Linked DNA regions of Sparus aurata: region 2 is linked to region 1. The links are chromatin contacts, called in public Hi-C maps. All regions are on one chromosome and are shown on one strand. Each heading gives the region's core, a stretch centred on a gene start, on an enhancer-like site or on the middle of the called end of the contact. The rest is flanking DNA. Distances are from core to core; before and after follow the strand shown.

Evidence for each region. Hi-C and Micro-C count contacts between places; a contact is called where the count stands out from the background.
Region 2: a Hi-C map of an unstated tissue shows a contact between it and region 1, with 6 times the contacts expected there. The contact joins the promoter of nup133 here to the promoter of pus10 in region 1. A contact is called at or near these places in 2 of 2 Hi-C or Micro-C datasets (skeletal muscle and an unstated tissue).

Annotation. Positions count from the first base shown.
Region 1 is chr1:4,028,152-4,033,107 of fSpaAur1.1, forward strand. pus10 (pseudouridine synthase 10) reads left to right here and starts at 1,770. Exons shown (of 18, transcript XM_030428788.1): 1 at 1,770-1,788; 2 at 2,883-3,017; 3 at 3,111-3,389; 4 at 3,480-3,566; 5 at 4,050-4,084; 6 at 4,178-4,292; 7 at 4,546-4,607; 8 at 4,918-4,956. The coding sequence starts at 2,892. cct4 (chaperonin containing TCP1, subunit 4 (delta)) reads right to left here and starts at 1,770. Exons shown (of 13, transcript XM_030428798.1): 1 at 1,455-1,770; 2 at 601-653; 3 at 415-504; 4 at 151-259. The coding sequence starts at 1,572.
Region 2 is chr1:4,184,186-4,188,875 of fSpaAur1.1, forward strand. nup133 (nucleoporin 133) reads left to right here and starts at 1,435. Exons shown (of 25, transcript XM_030416383.1): 1 at 1,435-1,802; 2 at 2,162-2,277; 3 at 2,430-2,533; 4 at 3,329-3,562; 5 at 3,703-3,873; 6 at 4,034-4,189; 7 at 4,366-4,436. The coding sequence starts at 1,675. It overlaps taf5l (TAF5-like RNA polymerase II, p300/CBP-associated factor (PCAF)-associated factor), which reads right to left and starts at 842. Exons shown (of 5, transcript XM_030416417.1): 1 at 608-842; 2 at 1-48. The coding sequence starts at 45.

The DNA of each region.
Region 1 (4,956 bases), core at 520-3,019:
TGTTTTAACTATTCAACAATAGATTAGTTCATCTGCAGAAAATCTGATTCATTAGTAGTAATCTGAATGTCAAACATACGCAGAATAAGCAGTCAGAACTGTATCCATTTATTTGAAATTTTGTTTTTTTCTGTCATCTGCAGCTCTCACCTTTCTGCAGCAGCCTGTAGCAGGCGTCCAGCAGCGCCCCGGCAATCACAACCACAGAGGTGGTGCCGTCACCGGCCTCAATGTCCTGGGCTTTGGATAGTTCCACCAGCTGAAATACACAAACACAAAGATTTTAAGCCAGGTTAGAACTAATTAAATACCAGTGAGTTGAACTGCAAATCATCCATGGAGGACATCAAACTAACGTTCATGTTTTGGATGCAGAACAATCAACACAACCAGGCAGCATCTGTAGGAACGTACCATTTTGGCTGCAGGGTGGAGCACCTGCATCTGCTTCAGGATGGTGGCGCCGTCGTTGGTAATGGTCACGTCACCTTTCTCATCCTGGATCTGAAACAAACAGCAGCACCTGCTTTAGTAACCGGTGGACATAAAAGACGCAAACTTGAGTTGGCCTGTGATCAAGATGATAAATCTGTTACTGACCATCTTGTCCATGCCTTTGGGCCCCAGGCTGGTTCTGACAGCATCTGCAACAGCTGTCAAATAAGCAGGTGCAACATCAGTACAGTAACAAAAATCAACTCAACATCCATGTTTTCATGAGCAGGAGGGAACATTTTAATATTTTGATTGCTTCAAACAAAAGAACATCTTAATATTAATGTGGTCTTGTTCTTCTTTGCACACACTGCAGGATAATAACATTAACAAACTGCATAAATTATTCATAAGAAGACAGGTCACAAAAAGAGAATCAAAATGGTTTCCACATTAAACATTAAAATAACAGTTGTATCTGACACTAATACTACAGAAGTGCACTCTACCTGGTTTAGCTCATCATTGTACCCATCTTAGCCTCTGGCCATATATAGTAAGAAACACTGAGCTAGCTTAATGCTGAGATTGTGTCGAGTCATGAGCATCTTGCAGGAAGAGAACAGTGCACCAAACTCCTGGTGTTTTACATCACAGTTTTGGAAATGACTGCCTCATGCTGCCTGCTACTTTAAGCTAACAATGACAGAAGCTTTAACGGAAGAAACTCGAGTTTGAAGTCGTATCTGGTGCAGTCATACATGCCGAATAGAGAAGTGGATTATTTTGAATCAAGAAATCGCTCTCAGCTATTGTATCCCTCATGTGCTTTTTATTACGGAGTAAAAGTGTTAAAATGGCACTTTACTGAATTAGATTTCGGACGAGGTAGAGACGAGTACCAATGAATAACGGTGCCCAGCCCAACCCAACCCAACCCAACCCAGAACTATTATAACTGATGGTGAGCTTTTGGACCAGATACCAGCCGTTTCAACAGTATATGTATTTTGGCCTACCTTTGGCCGCAGAGATGTTACTGAACCGAATCTGGGCCGGCTTGTCGCGGTCCTGGTACGCCCCTCCTTTGTGTCTGCCCATGTTTGAGGCATTCGATGCCGTTCTCACTTCGGGCATCTTGACTTTATAATCGATGGAAAATGTTAAAAGAAGTCTTCAGAAGGGGACCGATGCACCCCGGGGCCGAAACACTGCGATTCGGCTTCGGATGGACTTAGATTAAGGTATCTCCACCCGGTCCCAGTTAGAACCTTCTAGAGACACCGGCTGCTGCGCAGAGAAGAAGGACCCGGCTGTCAAACTGCCCGGCGCTTGGAGATGACGTAACAGACAGTAGGCGTCAAATACCGATGTGATAGAATTAATTTACGATGATTTTTATGGAAATGATCTCAATGTTTGTTAAGATTATACGTGAAGGTGTTCAGTTATCATTTGTCGGTGGGGTGTAGCCTATTTATTGTTAAAATAAGATGATTTATTTCGCATTAATTTAAGTAAATCTGATCTGGGTTGATTAGCTTCGTCTGTTCAGGCTAAAACATCAGGAAAGAAGCATTTTGGATGAACATGTTAACAAGTAAATGAAACTATAGCCTGTTTTACTTCATATCTTCCTGGATTAACCACCTTTGTGTCCGGTAGGTGTATTTCGAGTATTAAGCTGCAGCTCACTGGGCTGTTTCCATTCACGTCCTCTTATTATGGCTGTGGAAAAGTTAGTGTTAGCTACGTTAGCTTAGCACACAGCAGACAGGAAAACATGCTAACATGCTTTAGCTGCTGTTTTGAGCCTGTTGGGCAGAGGTGGGTTCAACAACTCATTATTTACATCGTGTGTGCTGCACATTACAGGAGCAGCTGTCTACTAGCTATCGCAGCTATTTGCCTGTATAGGTAATAAATATAAAATATAATATGTAAATATATATAAAACAGCCAGGATGGTATACAAATATGAGAACAACAGAGTAAAATAAAAATACAGAAGTGAGAGATAATAAGTGATGCAGTTATTGGATTTGTGAGGGTAATAGTGATGATATACATTTTAAACAAGGATACATTAAGTTTGGTTATCACAGTGACCCTCATGATAAAGAGGGGGACAGATTGTCCACCAGAGAGCACAGACAAGTTTATTTCTCATCTGTGAAGCTGTGAAAATTGCATTTATGTTTTGCAAAGTCATTGTTGGCAGATGAGATTCAGCCTGAGATGTTTTTTTTTAAAACATCAGATAAAATAACTAGAGAGACATTCACATCAACACCAGCAGGGACTGATTCATCGTGCACAATGATACATAAATACAGTTGAAGCAGCATTTAATGTGTGTGTTTACTTGGAAAGTGTTGAAGGAATCCTTCCAGCACTGATGTGTCTGATCGTGTGTTTCCTCCTGAATGTCTCTGCACCTCCTGCAGTCTGGAGTCATGCTGCCGCTGAAGGAGAAGGACAAACCCATCGTCCAGAAGCTGCTGTCAGCCGGCTGCTGCGCTCGCTGCGTCCTCCGGTTCTGCTGCGTGAGCGTCCAGGCTGCCTACAGAAAACCCCCTCAGGTGAGACTCATCCTGCATGAAGAACACGTGTTCCCTCCTCAGCCAGCCGCTCACTGGTCCCTCATGCCGTTGTGTTTTTTCCATCTCACACAGGATACACTCAACGAACTTCAAGCTTTCATCAGCAGTACAGAGAACCCCAAAACACAGGATTCAGCATCAGCAGAGTCCACAGATGAAAACAACAAATCCCATGATGCAGCAGTGTCAGAGCCACCTGAAGACCCTCCGAGTAAAAGAGCGAAACTGGAGGCCGGTCCGTCAGAGGAAGACGCTGCTGCTGCGGTCAAGCTGAAGGATGAAGAGTCGCGTGTGTGTGTGGTGTGTTTGGGGATCCTGCAGGACCTCTGTGGCCCGGCTCAGGCCCTCAAGGTGTGTGTGAGGTTAAACATTCACAGCTTTCAGACACAACAGTGCCAGCGCAGTGTACCGTGAACGTGAGGTTTTGTTCTACTTTCACAGATAGCCGAGACAGTGAAGGCCGAAAAGTACGAGTTCGACACCCTGGTGCTGTCCGTGTCTCTGCCCGCTCAGCTGTGTGTCCGAGAGGTCAGTGTCTCTGTGTGGTGTCACAAACAGACACCTGCTGATCTTCATATTATTAATATTTCAATCATTTGTTCTGTAGAATGTCAGAAGATTGTCACGGTTCTCCACAGCTGAATATGATGCCTGTGAATAGAAATTCTTAACTAACTTTATTAATTGATTCACTGTTTCAGCACGCGTTATGAACAGTGTTGTGTTTGTGAGCTGTTCTGTCAGAAGATTGATTAAATCTTTCATATTTCAAATCACATAAAAACCAACAACATGCTTTCAGTACTTTCTGCCTTCCTGTCTGTGGCACGTTTGTTCCCACTGAGGATCTTTAAAAACACCTCACAGATAAAAAGTTTCATTTAAAACAGTCATTTCCTCAAACAGTCGCTCGCTGTGGTTGTTGAGGAGGTCGGGTGGTTGTTGGGGACTATTTCCAGCAGCGGATGAATCCATATTTGTCTGTTGATGTGTCTTCTTTCATCCCTGCAGCACTCCTGTTGGCTTCACGTGAAGAAGGAACTGAGGTGAAGGAATTTATCTTGATGTTTTTTAATGTTTTTCGTTCGGTCGGGCTTCAGGTGGAATCACAGGTTTGTTGTTTTTCTCTCCTGTTTCAGAGAGAAGAGCATCGCTGTGGACAGGGACGACCTGATCCAGGTGAAGGAGGCCTTCAAGTGGATCATGCAGGGCCTGGTCGCCAAGGAGCTGGGGGGCGTCGCCGTGGTTACCAGGGTAGGCGACCGCAACGAAGAAGAGAAAGAATTATTCAAGTTAATTTAAGGAACAGTCAGTTACAACGTTGATGTTATTTATTTGAATTTAACTTGTCGTCCTTTAGGGCAGGTCGGAGTTTCAGTGCCTTGCTCAAACTTTCTCATAACCGTAGCTGGTTATGGAGCTTAAAAGCATTTAATGTTCCTTTTCTCTCCATGACAAGCGTGATGTTCACAGCTGGAGCTCAACGTTTTTGTTTTTGTGTTTTCAGAGTTTGTTCGAGGTCAGCGTGGAGTTCACTTACCCAGAGACCGACGCCGACTGCCACTTCCTGTAAGTCCTACACATCGGAAAACATGAGAGACAGAAGTTAACAAGATAAAACCAGTGACAGTAAGATTATCGACAAGGATGTAAGTTAGGGAAAGTTTCAACAAGTTATGATTTGATAAGATAAGTTATGATAAGTGACTTAAAAGAAAGTTTGTTTCCTCTGAGCTGAACTCTGACCTTTAAAGCTGAATGGCTGTTTGGTTAAATGATGATCTCTTCTTCTTCTTCTTCTTCTTCTTCTTCTTCTTCTTCTTCTTCTTCTTCTTCCTCCTTCTCTTCGTCTTCTTCTTCTTCTTCGTCCTTCCTGCAGTGCAACAACATGTTCTGACTGCTTCAAACCCACAAAGAA
Region 2 (4,690 bases), core at 185-2,684, 160 kb after region 1:
CTGAGCCACGGCATACTGGATCTGCTCAGTGCGAACCCGCTTCATGACCTGAAAACAGGCGGAAAAAGTCACACACCTGAGAGGATTCAGAGGGAATACACCTGCACATCACGGAATCACTCAGTCTGCCAAACAAGACGATCACCAGACACACCAAGCGGTTAAAAACACAGAAATTAAAGTACGCTTATGAATGTAAAGGGCGGTGCGTGTCTATTAAACTGCTTTGAATCAGATTTATCATCTCCATGGCAATATTAACCCTCTTAAGTAAAGCATCTTCACAGTAGCTAATTAGCTAGCAAAGAAGCGAGCTAATGTGTTTACTAGCGCAAACGACACTGGATTCTCTTCTACTGACAGTTTAAACGAGTTGAAGCCCGAGACTGGGTTGGAAACAAATGGAGACACGCGTTAATCCAGGATAAAGCAGGCAGGTTTCCATTTTATAGGTTGGTGCTTGGGGTTGAGCTAACCAGCTAACTTAGCGCTCCTCGCAGTGGGCCTGGCGGCTCAAAACTTTTAGCGGGATTGATCCGGTTCCGTAGCACCTCCGGTTAAAAATCAGCACTCACTGCATATCATGCTGTTCGCCTTCCTTACTTACTGTATGCAAGCTGATGAGGCTTAAGTGCTGCTCAGTTTCCAGTTAAAGCTACGCCGCTGCCTGTCGTTGCCGCTCCATCGTGGTTTTCCGCCCACCGGTCAGCCTCCATCAAATCATGCTAGGTTAGCTAGCTCTCCGCTTTCATCTTTGATGGTTAACAGCTATCGTTAATCGACTCGTCCGCCTGGCTTTCCCTGAACACTACAACGGTTAGTCTATCGACGATCTACTACCTGTGCCTGGTTGGACTCAAACCAAACTCCATTGGAAAATTAAGGAAAATAAACGCCATGGGCCGAAGCAAATTTCACCAAACAGCCGATTATTAACGGCAGATTATTTTTTTTAAAAGTGTCAACTTTTCGGGAACAGCTTATAGTGCAGCACCACCATTCACAAGGTATGAAATTAAATCATAATATGCGTCACTTAGTATGCTGACCAACACAACTTTAAAATTGACACTTTTTCAAATGCAGTTTGGAGAAAAGTCTCTCAAGTAATGTAGGTCAGTAGAATTATAATTTTTTTAAATAACGCCTAATTCGCTTATATGTTATGTGATTTAGTGACACCTAATAAACAATGTATTATTACACTGTAACTGTAATTAATTGGACACGCCCAATGGGCACATTATTGTTTGTAGTGCTTTATAGTGTTTTGCTCACTCATGATAACAAGCGGAGGGAACGTATTTGGAATAAATGTAAATATAATGACGTCCTTTCATTTATGGTTAAGGAATCAGGAGCTCTTTTTGGAAATGTATTGAAGTGTAAAAATAATGAAAATAATTATTATAATAACAATACACATTATTTTCTGAGAAGGTTCTTTTAAAACAAAATAAAATTAGAATTATCATTTTTTTAAAACGTCATTTTGGCGATGGGCGGGACTTTCAGTTGACCCAGTGATGACGTATATATCAAGCGACGGCACCGCGCGCTGTTTGTAGGGGATGTGACAGCGAGTGTTGGCGGTATTTATAGATTTTAACGGTTAAATTTGACGAATTTGACAAACTTATCGACTGTTGAGCTGTACGGGGTATCACAGCAGGCATGTTTAGCCCCCGCACCGCCCCGGGCTCCGGCCGCAGGCAGCAGGGCAGGACCACCGGGAGGAAGAGCGTCTCCGGAGCGGCCAGCAGTCTGCTGTTCTCCCCGCGCAGGACGTCTCTCTCGGCGAGGTGAGTGGAGCCGCTGGACGGTGTTTTTGTATATTCACTAGCCGGCCTGTGTATTAGCTGACACTAATTCTGTCTACTACAACACTCCTGTGATAAATCATACATTAATGAAGATTATGATGGTCAGTTCTGTTGTTTTAAAGAGGTATTCATTCAAAAGTATGATCATTTTGGAGGTGGTGACCAGTCTGTGGCGCTCTTGATGCTCACTGACAGCTGTTTTCTGCTCCAGTTAGATATTAGAAACATCTCTCAGTGAAGTATATTAAAATCCAACTGCACCATGAAGAAGTTGGAGCTCAATAATCAGCTGATGGCCCAGAGAAAACTGTTTTACTCTCACATGTGTCTCCCACCAGGTCAACACCCACCAGAGTTCAGAGCCATGCAGCTGCAGAGTCAATCAACTATGATGTGCAAACCTTCGGCTCATCGCTGCCAGTCAAAGTGATGGAGGCGCTGACGATGGCTGATGGTAAAGCAAACCTCATCTCTGTTGTGTTATCTAAAATGTCGGGGGATCGGACCAACATCTCAGTTTATTTTCATTGACCTATTCCTTGTTGATGTCCGTTTCTGTCTGTCAGTATTGCCTCTGAATCTTCCTGTGTGTGTCGGTCCCTCTAGCTGATGACCAGATTTCAGTGAAGGTGAATGAGAGCGGCTGGGCCTGGATGGTCTGTGGAGAGAAACTGATCATCTGGAAGATCTGCCAGACCGCCGTGGCAAAGGTAGAGTTCACAGCAAAGATCCAGAAACTAAAGACGCAAGTGGCAAAACAAAACATCCACCTTCCAGTTCAGAGAGTTCATCGTGAAAAGAAAAAGCTGGAGAGACCGTCACAAAACTTGTTAGATGTGAAAAACGTTTTGTGACTTTTTGATCACCAGAGAAAAATGTCTTATGAGAAGATGGAAAGTTGGTGCATCAGTCTGTCCTGTCTGTGTAGTCAGTTTGAAACACATGAGCAACAAAACTGTTGTGTTTATAATATTAGTTTTTTTATATTTACAGCTGCATGATGAAAGTATTTTATCAATACTGGAAAAGAGATCAATAGATCATTTGATTGTTTAAGTCGGTTAACAAGCAAGAACAGCAAACGTTCTCTGATTACAGCTGCAAAGATTAATCAACAACTAATCGGGTAATAATCTGTTAATTGTGTGAAGAAGTCTTTTGAGATTTCAACTGTTTGTCACTTTGGGCACTTGGACATTGTGATGAGCATTTTTTAAAAATGTTTTGACATTGTTTGATTGACGACTACTCAGTTAATCATGGAAATAATCCTCTTGATAATCGATAACAAAAATAAGCAGTAGTTGCAGCCGTGTTTCCAGCTTCTCAGTTGATGATTTGCTACTTTTGTTAAACTTTGTAAGGTGAATGTTTGTGGAGATTTCATTGACTGTGATGCAATTTTTTCTATAGCATGATTCATTGAAAATGTCTGGTCAGTTGCAGCCCTTGAAGAAACACTCACAGATTCATGAAATAAGCTCTTGATCTCTGTTTGGCTGCAGTTGTCAGTGTGTAAGGAGCTGCAGCTGCCCAGCAGTGAGTACAACTACACAGCCGACCTCGTGGCGGTGACGTCCGCAGCACCTCTGGAGTCGGCCGGCGTTCAGTCCATCTCCGTCCTGGCCGTGGCGGTGGAGGGAACGGCTCGTCTGTGGCCCAGCCTGGCCAAGGAGGGCAACTACACAGAGACTGATGTCGACCTGGGAGATCTCTGCAACTTTGTTATTGCTGTCAGAGTAAGTAAATGAATAGATCAGAGTTATTTTGATACAGCAGCCCCTTTCTTATTTGTAATTCATCACTGGGAACTCAGTGAGAATCTGAACATCCCTGCTGTTGTTTTCTCCACATTTATTTCTCGATGTTTTCCTGTCAGGGTGGAAGCTTCATCTTGTCCTCAGAGAAGAATCGGCTGTTGAGAGCGAGTGTGGATTCTTCAGGAAAGCTGCAGTACCGAGCCCTGCTGCAGGGCCAGGGAATGCTCTCCGGCATCGGGCGCCGCGTCTCCAGCCTGTTCGGTATCCTCGCCCCACCAGCCAACGACACAGTGAGTCACGCTTACAGATTCAGCTGAAAAGAAAGTTACTAGAATCTATAAAAGTAGAGCAATTCCACTGGTGTTTAGTTGTAGTTGTGCTCCGTGGTGAGATGATTGCTACATTCGTTAGCCTGACTCTGTCTTTCTGTTTTTTGTTTTCCTGCTGCAGCTCCACAGCGTGCTGTGGGTGGGCGGAGCCAGCTGCCTCTACACGCTGACCAGCTCCAGTCTGAGTAAATGGGAGCTGGACGACAGCTACGAGCACCAGATCCTCAGCTGGGACGCCCAGAGAGCTCTGACCGAGAGCATCGCCGACGCCATCTGGGTCAGTACCAAAACACAAGGGGTCATATATACTTTATAACAGTGGATCAGTGTTGGTTCAAGATATAGTTAAATGTCTTTCATTGAATCAAATCCTCAGTTTAATTCTTGACATCCTTTAAACTATTACAGATAGTTATTTGAGTAAATATGTTCTCAACATTTCTCTCCCACCAGGGTTCAGAGAGCAACTACGAGGAGATGAAGGAGGGAGCGAACGTGACGTACCTGGACATGAAGCTCAGCCAGTGAGTGTGTGTGTGTGTGTGTGTGTGCGTGTGAGTGTGAGTGTGAGTGTGAGTGTGAGTGTGTGTGTGTGTGTGTGTGTGTGTGTGTGCTTCTGTGTGTGTGTGTGTGTGTGAGTGTGAGTGTGAGTGTGTGTGTGTGTGTGTGTGTGTGTGTGTGTCACGTCCTGTGTTGACGGTTAAATGAAGTGACATTTCAGATTCTAAATTTAACAATTGATCAGTGTCTTTCTGTTGATTATCACTGTGGATGCTCT